Linked DNA regions of Mus musculus: all the other regions are linked to region 3. A link is a contact called in public promoter capture Hi-C data. All regions are on one chromosome and are shown on one strand. The core of a region is the stretch at or near the end of the contact, and the rest is flanking DNA. Distances in the headings are between cores, read along the strand shown. Region 1 holds the start of Dipk1b (divergent protein kinase domain 1B). Region 2 holds the start of Bmyc (brain expressed myelocytomatosis oncogene). Region 3 holds the start of Spaca9 (sperm acrosome associated 9). Region 4 holds the start of Lhx3 (LIM homeobox protein 3).

The links. Promoter capture Hi-C pulls out the DNA fragments that hold promoters and counts their contacts.
Region 1: a contact with region 3 is called in a promoter capture Hi-C map of hippocampal neurons, with 4 times the contacts expected there. The contact joins the promoter of Dipk1b here to the promoter of Spaca9 in region 3. A contact is called at or near these places in 2 of 39 promoter capture datasets (hippocampal neurons and liver).
Region 2: a promoter capture Hi-C map of liver shows a contact between it and region 3, with 4 times the contacts expected there. The contact joins the promoter of Bmyc here to the promoter of Spaca9 in region 3. A contact is called at or near these places in 2 of 39 promoter capture datasets (both in liver).
Region 4: a contact with region 3 is called in a promoter capture Hi-C map of liver, with 3 times the contacts expected there. The contact joins the promoter of Lhx3 here to the promoter of Spaca9 in region 3. A contact is called at or near these places in 2 of 39 promoter capture datasets (both in liver).

What each region holds. Positions count from the first base shown.
Region 1 is chr2:26,627,075-26,629,774 of GRCm38.p6, forward strand. Dipk1b (divergent protein kinase domain 1B) reads left to right here and starts at 1,383. Exons shown (of 5, transcript NM_019833.3): 1 at 1,383-1,625. The coding sequence starts at 1,563.
Region 2 is chr2:25,705,470-25,708,169 of GRCm38.p6, forward strand. Bmyc (brain expressed myelocytomatosis oncogene) reads left to right here and starts at 1,410. Exons shown (of 1, transcript NM_023326.2): 1 at 1,410-2,252. The coding sequence starts at 1,457. The coding sequence ends at 1,969.
Region 3 is chr2:28,698,311-28,701,010 of GRCm38.p6, forward strand. Spaca9 (sperm acrosome associated 9) reads right to left here and starts at 1,341. Exons shown (of 5, transcript NM_027283.1): 1 at 1,272-1,341. It overlaps Ak8 (adenylate kinase 8), which reads left to right and starts at 1,851. Exons shown (of 13, transcript NM_001033874.2): 1 at 1,851-1,964. The coding sequence starts at 1,881.
Region 4 is chr2:26,205,244-26,207,943 of GRCm38.p6, forward strand. Lhx3 (LIM homeobox protein 3) reads right to left here and starts at 1,332. Exons shown (of 6, transcript NM_001039653.2): 1 at 1,102-1,332. The coding sequence starts at 1,195.

The DNA.
Region 1 (2,700 bases), core at 133-2,632, 2.1 Mb before region 3:
CAGGATGCTCGATCTGCTACATGGATGCTGAAATTTGAATTTCAATCTTTATGTTTTCACAATAAGTGCTTTCAGCTGCTGAGTCATTTTTTTCAGCCTTCCCGTCACCACACTTAAACTACATTGTTTATCTGACCTGCAAAATCAAGATTGAAGACATAATAAAATAGTCAAACTGCTTAAGCAGCTCGTTTATAATTGGTGCGATAATGAAACAATCCCATGTTTCCCTTCTTTTTTCTCCTTCCTTCTTTTCTCCCTCCCTCCTTCCCTCCCTCTCTCCTTTCTTTCCTTTCTTCTTTCCTCTCTTCCTCCCTCCTTCCATCCCTTTCTTCCAGCCTCTCTCCCTTCCTTCCTTCTTTCCTTCCTTGAGGCAGGGTCTCCCTTTGGGCTTCTGGCTAGTCTGGAATTTGAAACATAGGCCAGGCTGGTCTTTCTGCTTCTGCTTCTTGGTTTCTGGGACACAGACTTGATGCTATTTTCCATTTGTTTTGTGACCTGCTCCTGGCTCTAGTTCTCTTCAGCCTTTCTAGCTTATAAATCCAAACCCTTCAGCTGGGCTCATGGGACTCTCGCTCCACTTTTATGAAGAGAAGGTTGGCCTGGTTCACTAATTGCGAAGCAATTAACATCCTTAAACTAAAGCTGTCTTTTATCATTTTGCAAGGCATATATATATGGACAGCACTGGGGCACAGGGGAAGGCGTATTCCCTGGGAATGCATATGACATCGCTATAGAACCCCTAAGAAAGGTGTGGGTGAGGATTGAGGGCAGCTGATGCGCATGGTGGACGGTGCATTCTGGCCATTGTCTGCTAAGTTCAATAAGCCTCTAACTAAGGTCAGCTGCTGCTTTCCTAATCACCCTAAATGGGAGTCACAGGAGAGGGGCGTGTCTGTCCATGGGCAGAAATCAGAAGAAACTGGTTCTCAGGAGTAGTTGCTGACCGCGTGGGCTGTGGGTCCTTCCCTATGCCCCGGTGCAACAAGGGCTGAAGACTCTCGGTGCCAGAGGTGGTGGCCTCAGGACTGACTAGCCTCACCTGCATACTGGGGAGGGATGGGGGCAGATCCATCAACGTCTTTTACCCTTGAAAAGGTGGAAGAAATGCGCAAGCGCAGGCGGGGACCTTACAGGTCCTCAGCGCCAGCCTGCCCCGGTGTTTCATGCTCACACAGGGTTGCCGTAGCGGGTCCCGGAGCTCTCGGGAGGTTGGGGGTGGGGGGGTGGGGGGTGGCGTAGGTCCCCAGCGGGAGAGCTAGACTAGCCGCGGGGCCGCGCGCCAGTCCTCCCACGCGCGTGCACGCCCCTTCCGTTTGTCTCCACACGCGCGCGCACGCCCCTCTGTCCATCTTCCCGCGCGTGCACGCCCCTCCTCCAGGCCGTCTCCCCGCGCGTGCGTCGCGGTCCTTGCTCAGAAAGGCACGCGCCTTGCCTTTAACGCGAGCCGAGGACGAGCGGCCCGCATGGAGAGCGAGCGGCGGCCGCTGCGGGCCTGGCCGGGCTGGGGCTGAGGCCGAGCCAGCCGCGGGGTTCCGCAGCCGGGGCCGGAGCCCATCATGCGGCGGCTGCGGCGCTTGGTGCACCTAGTGCTCCTCTGCCCCTTCTCCAAGGGCCTGCAGGTAAGCCGCAGCCGGCCAGGTGCTACCACACGGGGAGGGGCAGGGCGTGGGATGGCGAGGGTCGATGGGTGCACGCGGGTGCACCGGAGTCCTTTCTAACCTTCGCAACTTAAAAAAAAAATTCTGGAATAGCAAACTTGGCCAGCCCCTGGCCAGTTCTTGAGACAGCTGGAAACAGGGGCTGTGGTGACCTTGGGCCAGTGGAGGGCCAGCTCCTGTCTGCAGAAGAGGCCCCTCCCCTCATGCTTTGAGGTGATGGAGTCAGGCCTCTGGGCTCCAGCCGCTGGTTGCCACGGTCCTTAGAGCCTACAGGAAGGAGCCAGCCCTCACCAGTCTAGCCAAGGTCTCTCTGAAGGGCCGTCCTGAGGATGCTGGAGGATGCCTTTGTCCTGGGGCCTGGCCTCCCTTAGACTGTTTTACATAAAGGATGAGGACTGAAGCCTGTTGGATGCAGAGCTCTTCCAGGCCCAGATGCCCTTGTCTGCCCTCTTCCAGAGGCAGTAGCTTGTGCTGTGATCCATGCTCAGGCCTAGGTTGGGTTCGTGACCTGAGGTGTATGGGGGACCCTTCTTGTGCCAGGAGATGGGGTGTACCCATACCCCTAGCCCTGAAGCTAGGCCCTGACTCAGCAATGTGTGGACCCAGGAGTGGCAGGAGAGGGGTTTGGGCCAGTTCCCAGTGGGGCTGGTTCAGAGAGAGCCACTGGCTGAGCCCTTCCTGCCCCAAGCCTCAGTTTCCTGCGTGGGAAACACTAGGGCACCTGCCACCTGGCCCGGGTTTCCTGGGCAGGGAGTTTGCTGTGCAGTTACTATCCCTGTAATGACCTTCCCACCTTCCATGTGACTTTTCTGGAGCTGGACTGTTCAGCCTCGAAAATTATGGGCCCAGGGCTTGCCAACTTGTTCCCCACTGAGTGGCAGAAATCTGTGCGAGCTTTTGAGTACCACTGTGGTGAGTCCCGCCCCGGGGTGAGCAAAGACTCAGGGATCCTGGAGAAGAGCTGCGTCAGACAGAGGCCAGGTAAACCATCAAAGCTTAGCCAAGGTAGTCTAGGGGAGCCACCTGTGCCAAGGTG
Region 2 (2,700 bases), core at 160-2,659, 3.0 Mb before region 3:
CAAACCGAGGTCCTCTGGAAGAGTAGCCAGGGCTCTCTACCAGCGAGCTATCCTTCAGCCCCACTCACTTAGAAGTTTAATACAGACCTCAAATATCTATAACAACATATTGTCCAGAAACCAGAAATGTTCTTGAAATCATTATTTTTCCTTTCTAAAAATTTGATATAAAATAAGGAAAGAAAAGAGAAAATAGGTTAGATCTTTTAATTTTTTTTAAAGAATTCTGTGTTATGGATTTTCTTGTTTGTTTGAGCCAAGTTCTCACTATGTAGACCAGGATATCCTGGAACTTACTATGTAGCCCAGCCATGGTAATCCTCCTGCCTCAGCCTTCCAATGTATGAGCTGCCTTGACTGCTTGGCATTATGTAATATTTAATCATAAAGTGTTTTAGAAGTTTAATTCATGCCTAAATTTAATGTGTAGCTCACACATATTTGTATCTACATTTTAGAAAATTTGCAGGAGCCATTCATAGATGCAAGCATCATATACTCATTACAGGTGTGTGGGATGATGCTGGAGATGGTCTCTGTAGTTAAGATCTCTCGCAGAGATCCAGAGGTCCTGGGCCTTAGTTCGCAGCACTCACACAGAGGCTCACACTGTCCTGACACAGTTCCAGGGGATCAGTCTTCCTCTTTGGGTCTCCATGGGGACTGGGCATGTAGGTGATGATGCACTTACATATATGCAGGCAAATCATTCATACACTTAAAATGATATAAATAAATAAAAAAAATAGTGTAGCTTTAAGAAAACCCTTGAAGACCCGAAGCAAGTATGCCACCACAGAGATCCTTGAACGCGGGTTTATTACGGACATTTCCACAATAGCTGTTCCGGAACCAAGGTGTCCATCGTCAGAGGAACGGACAATAAAGATGTGGTTCGTATGTGGAAGTGGAACATTTTCAGTCATAAATGAGAGCAAAGAGTGTCATTTGCAAGAAATGGATGGAATTGGAGAGTATCATATTAAATGAATTAAGTCAGTCTCAGAGAGACAAGATCTTTGCTTTTTTCATCCATGGGTTCTCGATTTCATAGGTACATGAAATCACACGTGTTACAAATGACATGAAAGTAGAAGAGTCACTGGGCGAACGAAGAGGACTGAGAGGTGGAGAGGTAGACACTAGCAGGAAATGAGTGAGAGTATGCGGAGAATAGGTTATCTGCGTCCACGAAAATGTATCCTGTGCACGTAGGATGCAGCGCCTATAGCCCCTCTCCGTAAGGTGGCGCGATACTTTGAGCGTGGCGTCTGGCGACGAGCTGACGCCTCCTCCCTCCGCTGCAGCCGGAGACCGAGCCTGGTGAAGGGACTGTCGGGATTGTCGGAAGTGAGGGTCTGGGAAGGGGAGTGGTTCGGGGCTGCTGCGCAGCGCGCCAGGTTTCCGCAGCAGCCCTGCACCCCTCCGGGTCGCCTCCAAACGCAACGCCGCGACCATGCCCCTCCACGTGAGCCTCGCTAACGGCAACCGCGACCTGGACTATGACTCGGTGCAGCCATACTTCATGTGCGACGATGAGGAGGAGGACGTGCACCACCAGCAGCCGCCGCAGCCGCCAGCGCCCAGCGAGGACATCTGGAAGAAATTCGAGCTGCTGCCCACGCCGCGCCCGTCCCCGGGCCACGCCGGGCTCTACTCGCCTCCCTGCGAAGCGGTCGCCGTGTCTTTCGCCCCCAGGGACCACGACGGTGATAGCTTCTCCATCGCAGACCTGCCCGAGCTGCCAGGAGGAGACGCGGTGAAGCAGAGCTTCGTCTGCGACCCGGATGACGAGACCTTCGTGAAGAACATCATCCTGCAGGACTGTATGTGGAATGGCTTCTCGGCCTCCGCCAAGCTGGTCTCCAAGCTGGACCCCTACCAGGCTGTGCGCAAAGAAGGCACCGGCGTGAGCCTGGCCGCCGACGTGGAGCCTGCTACGCCTCCAGACTGCACCTGCAACACCTGAGCGCACAGCACGGGGGGCTTTGGACTGTAAGCTTCAGCCATGTTAACTGCCTCAAATCCTGGGCGTAAGAGAACCCTCCCCTCCCTCTTTTCTTTTTTAAGCTTGCCACCCTTCCTCACTCCCCTTAACAGATTTGTATTTGTTTAAAAAAGGAATCTTAAAGTATATCAATTTTCCAACATCAGCTGGACCCTTAAGTGTAAATAACATCAATAAAAACGTCTTATCAGTTATACAAGATTTTAGGATATGAAATATAAAAAGGTATATTTTCCTTTCAAAAGCTGATTCTTTTTTATTGTTTAAAGAAAATCAAAGTAATTCGGAAATATGTTGAGCCCATGCTTAAAAAAAAAACAGCTTTATGAAACATAGCAAAATAAGGAACCGAGGAGCTACAGACAATACTACTGCTAAAAGTAGACTAAAAGTAAGAAAGGGGAACTTTATGTGACCAAAAAGGAAAAGAAAAAAGAAAGAGGAAAAGACAAAAGATGAGATAGATGCATAAACAAAGTTAGATAGACTGAGGGGTTTTAAACAATTGATATAATTTTAAAAATAAAATAAAGGTACTACTGAAGCATAGCAAAAAGGTGAATCAGGAGAGGCAGGAAAAAACAAACAAACAAACAAAAAAAACCTCCAGAGTACCGGTGCCTCGCCTCTCTGGCTCCTCTGTCTTTAGACACTGCTGGGTGTATGCGGGGAGGTGGTGTGGTGGTCACCTG
Region 3 (2,700 bases), core at 91-2,590:
GAGGCTTTAATTGATTTGTATTTTTCCAGGCTGCTAAAGAAGATTAGATCGCAGTATGAAAAGCGCCTAGGGCTTAAAATAAATGAGCGGAGACGAAAGCCACTTCAAAAATGTCCAGGAAGCACACTGAACCCCCCCCCCCCCAGTGCAAGCTGCAGTGTGGCTGCTGCTTTCTTTGTTGGGGAGGCCTCATCTTTGCTTCCCCAGCTGACAAGTCTACCGAGGCCTGAGGCCTTTGAGGAAGCAGGTCTCGGGGACAGAGGGCTGCGCTGTGGCTTTACATGGGCAGGTGTCATTATCCCAGGTCAGAACGCTAGCTCTCAGCCTTGAGGCTCCCTCTGATTTCATTCTCAGCCCCTGGGCAAGACTTTTCCCCTTTGCTAGGCCTTAGCCTCTGTTTCTGTAAAAGGTGGGGGATTGGATAGAAACTCTTCAAGCTATTGAAACTTCCTCTCTGTGCCCAGCAGCTGTCGAGGGAAGAAATCCAGAAAGAGGAAATGACTTGCCCAAAGCCACCAGCTAACTCCTCTGGCCTGTCTTATTCTGCAGTGTCTTGTCTGTCTTCGGAGCAGAAGGTTTTCATCTGACTTGACACTGCCTGGTGCTGTGGCCCCCGGAGCCCCTGAGAGCTCCTCCAGCTTGACCCATGCAAACAGGTGAGCTACAGGAGCAGGAGTGACTCGGTCCCCAGCACTTGCTGCTCTTCCAGAGGGCCTGGGTTTAGTTCTCAGCACCTAGATCTATTGGCTCACTGCTTGCAACTCTGGCTCCAGGGTTCCAAAGTCCCTTTCCCAGCCTCTGCTCTTCCTCTGTCCCACCCTTATACACATTAATACATAAAGATAAAACTTGTGAGACAGGAACGATTGTTGTCCAAAGTGAGGTGAGATTAAGATTAGTCTAAAGATTAAGTGAGATATCACTATGTACCCACACTGTCCACTCCCTATAGGCCAGTCACTGTCGGGGACTTCAGGGTAGTTGTGGGAGGAATGCCTGAGTGTTCCCCACTGCTCAGGGTAGAAACTTAGGCTCACTGTAAATCTGTCAAATTTACAACATCTAGAGTTGGACTTGTGGCTATCATCGTAGGCTGTGTGTACCTCCCTCTGGGTTACTACACAGAGTCCTTCCTCCACGATGCCACCCTTGCCTCTTCCACAGCTACACGCAGCTTTCCTCCCCCTAGGCCAGGACACCTCCACCTCTTTCTCCCCCACTCCCATAGTGTTTTCGACCCAGCTCGTCGCCGGCGCTCCATCCCCCTTTACCCTGGTTTGACTTGGACTGGCCTTCGCCTCACAGAGTGCCCAGAAGCTTGCAGTGCCTCCGTGGGTGTGCGGCCCCGAGGGCGGGAAGGCCCCTCAGGAAATGGGCGTGGGCGGGGTCGAGGCCATAGAGGCCAGGCAGGCTTGGCCGATTGTGACCACAGGTGCTATGGCAACCCGGTCACATGACTCGGCCGGCCGCCCAAACCAGGAGACCCGCCCAGTTTCCCCCCACCCCCACCCCCATATGATCTGGGCGCATATGACTTTTCCTCCTGTAGAAACCGGTCCCACGTCTGCCCCAGCGTCTTTCATTTAAAGATGGGGAAACTGAGATCCAGGGAGCAGGGTCAGCTTCCAGCGCCCAGATCCGCACAGTTGGCTACACCAGAAGCAGGATTTATTCTGTCATCCGATCCCCCATTGCTCTGTAGCTCCACAGGCGTTCTGGGGTTTGCTTTGTGGCCCTGGGGAGGGAGAGCCGACTGCAGATCAGGACCTCGGTGGATGGAATCCGGGACCAGGACTCGCCCCAGCTGAGGCGCTCACCGATGACGCATAGCTTGGCGTCCCAGCAACGCCGTTACTAAGGAGCGGAGCGCTGTCGGAAACATGGATGCAACCACAGCCCCTCATCGCATTCCCCCGGAAATGCCTCAGTACGGGGAAGACTACTACATTTTCGAGATGATGCAGGTGATCAGGCGCCCGAGGATAGGGAATACGGCTACCGGGCCGGGCCGGCAGCATGGTCTGGGGGGAAATCCCTTTCCTCAGTTTCCCCACCTGTGAAATGGCGCAGTAGTCTCCAGGGCCTCTTCTGGCATTGTATGGGAAACCTCAGCCGGTTCCTGAGCCCTGAGTCTTACCTAAGCTGGGCCTTGGAAGCCCTAACAAGCTAGGCTCACCCACCTCACTCCAAGACCAGTTAAAGAGATAAGCAACAGAAAAAAAGAAAAAGTCAGAGAAAGGCTTATTTCCTGTGACCACAATGGAAGGAGGAACACGTTCAAGAAGTTCAGTGACCTGCTTCCCGGGGCTAGTTTTGGGGTCCACACAAGTCTAGTGTGATCCCGCACCTCACTGACCCATATCTGTCTCCGTTCCACTCCCTCCTGCAAGGTGGTCTGACAAGTTGGAGGAAAACTTCCCAGGAGACCCGCCCCTCTGGCTGGTGCCAGCCTTTTCCTTCTCCTGGCATGAGGTTCCTGGGAAATTCCAGTTCCCAGGACCAAACCGATTGTCTCAGCCGTCAGGCAAAAGACACATGTGTTTTGTCTCATGAGGGTGTCTTTGACCCTGTTAGGACAAGTAGGGGACCGTATAAGTTTTAGATGGCATCCCTATCCAGGTGGTCTCCTCTGGGGCAGCATATTTTCTACATAGCCTCTATCCTCAGAATTGGCCTTTTGAAAGCCCTCGTCCCTCATCC
Region 4 (2,700 bases), core at 82-2,581, 2.5 Mb before region 3:
CAAGGATACCCAGAAGAGAGTGAGGTGGCTAGACAGGCCAAACACTGCAAATTCAGCACCCAGGCACGGACAGCGCCTCGGCCAAGAAGCCCACAGCAGGGACACGGGGACACCCGCTTCCTACAAAAGCCGTCGCCACCGTCAAGCCTCCCAGTGAAGCCACCCTCGATCTCCTCTTGCTTACGTGGCATGGTGAACTCCAGTCTCAGTACAGTTTCCTACACAGAGTTGGAGGGCCCAGTGGAGCCTCGGGAGCCAACAGTGCTCTAGCAAGCCTCACAGAACTCTCTCTGGAGCCTAGCTTACCAAGCTTTCCTCCCTCCCTTTCTCATCCCCCCTCCCATCTCTTCCTCCCAGCTCCTGCGGGTAACCCATCCCATAAACCATTGGAAAATAAATAAATAAATAAATAAATAAATAAATAAGCAAGTAGGCCATATCCGATACCCCCAGTCTGCATAGAATCCTTTTCCCACTTGCTTCGACAGACCTTCTGCCAGCCTAACTTCCTCTTTTCCTATCCTGTTATACTCTCAGCTTGAAAACGGAGAGCGCTTTTATTCCCCAGAACCAAAGCCCTGCAAAAAGACTGGTACGATCAAGAAACTGGGGGCCCGGACAAGTTCCACTTTTCCCTGTAATCGCGTCTTGACCACCAGCCTAGTGGTAAACTGCCGGTGCAGACACTAAGACTCGACTCAGGGGAGATGAGTTCAGCATGACCCAGACCTGATCTCGCTGAAAATGGGGGGAAAGGAACTGAGTGAAGGCAGTTCCTAAGGAGAAACTCCTGCTCCCTGATTCCTGAGTCCTGAAACATCTTCACATGCTCCCTCCAGCTCAGGGGCCTCAGCCAGCTCAGAGCTGCAAAAGGTCTCCTAAACCGTTCCTGGATCACCAAGGGCTCCCAAAGCCAGGACAACACAGCACCAGGAGGGCCACACACTTTGGAGGTTTGAGATGCCTTTGCTTAGCCATGTCAGAGCCCCTCAGACACACCCTTGTCCAGATACCTTGGCTTCTGCTGGCCTCCGCACAAGGGCCAGAAAAAGCCGAGGACATCTGGGCCTGTTCAGTGCAGCCTCTCCGTCGGGCACCCACCTCGGCGCAGGTCAGCCCTTCGCGCCAACAACGCCAGCAGCAGGTCTCCGCCCGCGGATTCCCGGGACGGGTCCAGCTCCCCGCGAGCTTCCATGGGGCCAGGTGCCTGGTGCTGCCGCCCTCCGACCCTGAACTTCCCCTGGGTCTGGCGAGGCCACCGTTGCAGGGACTCCGAGCTGGCGTCGGAGCGACTCGTGTCGCTGCTGGGCGCTGTGCCCACGGGAGGCCTCTGGGCGCCAAGCCTCGGGCCCGCGGAGGGCGGAGCGGTGGGGGGCGGGGCCGCGGGGCGGGGCTGGGCCGGGGGTCGCAGAGACGCTCCCGGGGCCACTGGAGGCCACTGGAGACTGTGCACCTTTCAGCCGGAACCGAGGTGCCTAGAAGCCGTCTGGCTTGCACTTCCCGAGGACGGAGACAGCGCAGTAACCACTCAAGGCTTCCTACAGATGCTCGCCCCTGCCCCAAGCAAGTTCGCTAAGCCTCCCGGAAGGCTGAGGTCCCGAGGGAAGCGGCAGGGAGGGAACTGCGTTCTCTTTGCTCACGTTTAGACTCTGAACCGGAGCTGGACAGCATTGAGACCACACCTGGTCAGCAGAAGGGCAACCTGATAGCCATCGCGAGGGAACGTGGTGGCAAAGAAGCCACAGTAGAGCTACGAGGAGCTCGATTTGAAGGTCCCCCAACTCTGACACTCTGGACCCCACCACTAGAAGTGCCTCCTGGAGCCAGTACAGCGAGAAGGAACGATTCTTAGGACCTCAGATCCGGTGTCCTCTGCGGGAACACACCAAGACTCTAGGCCAGAAAAGGGTTGAGCTGCGGAAGCCCTGAGATCTACCCTTACTTCCCCACCCCAATTCCTTAGAACAATCCCTGCACCTGGATTTCCACATCTCATCCCCATTCGAACAGGTGAGCCCACCAGAACCCATCATCCTATCCTTGCATGAGCCCTCACTGAGGGCTCCTACTACCCAGCCAGGAGACAGCGCCAGACCTATGCAGTTCCTGGTAGGAACTAGAATCCAGCAGGGTATAGTGCCCTGGTAACAATTAGGGACACCCTAGAAGTGTTTGCAGAATCAGCAGGTTGCTGCCACCCTCCTGGTTCCTCTTCTTGTCCTGTTCTGCCTCCATCCCTAGGACTGTGACCGATCAGACCCCAGAATGGGAAGGATGAATGAAAGAACGCAAGATTCTCCACTTGGTCCCAGCACAGCTGCTGCCTCGGAAAGAGCCCTGTGCCTGCAGCCGTCCCTTCATGTTGCTCTGTACTTGTTATTCCGAGGTCAGGGAACACTAGCTTGGAGTGAAATGGGTGCTGGGTGAGCTGAGATGTGAGCCATTGAGTGTCAGCTGCTGCAGAGGGCAGTGGGGCGGGGGCCATGTATGGCTAGACTAGGGAAGGGGCGGCTCCACACTGTTGGGCATCTGGCTTGCCGCCAACAATGCCTCCATTATTTCCCAACGTCCGTGGCAGTGAAATGGCCCTTGGGGAATCAGAGTTCAAGCGGGAGACTTGGCCTGGGGATTCTTGCTGCAAGCCAAAGCAGTTCTGGAAGCTGTGGGACATTCAATCTCTAGGACCAGCCCCAGGCCTTT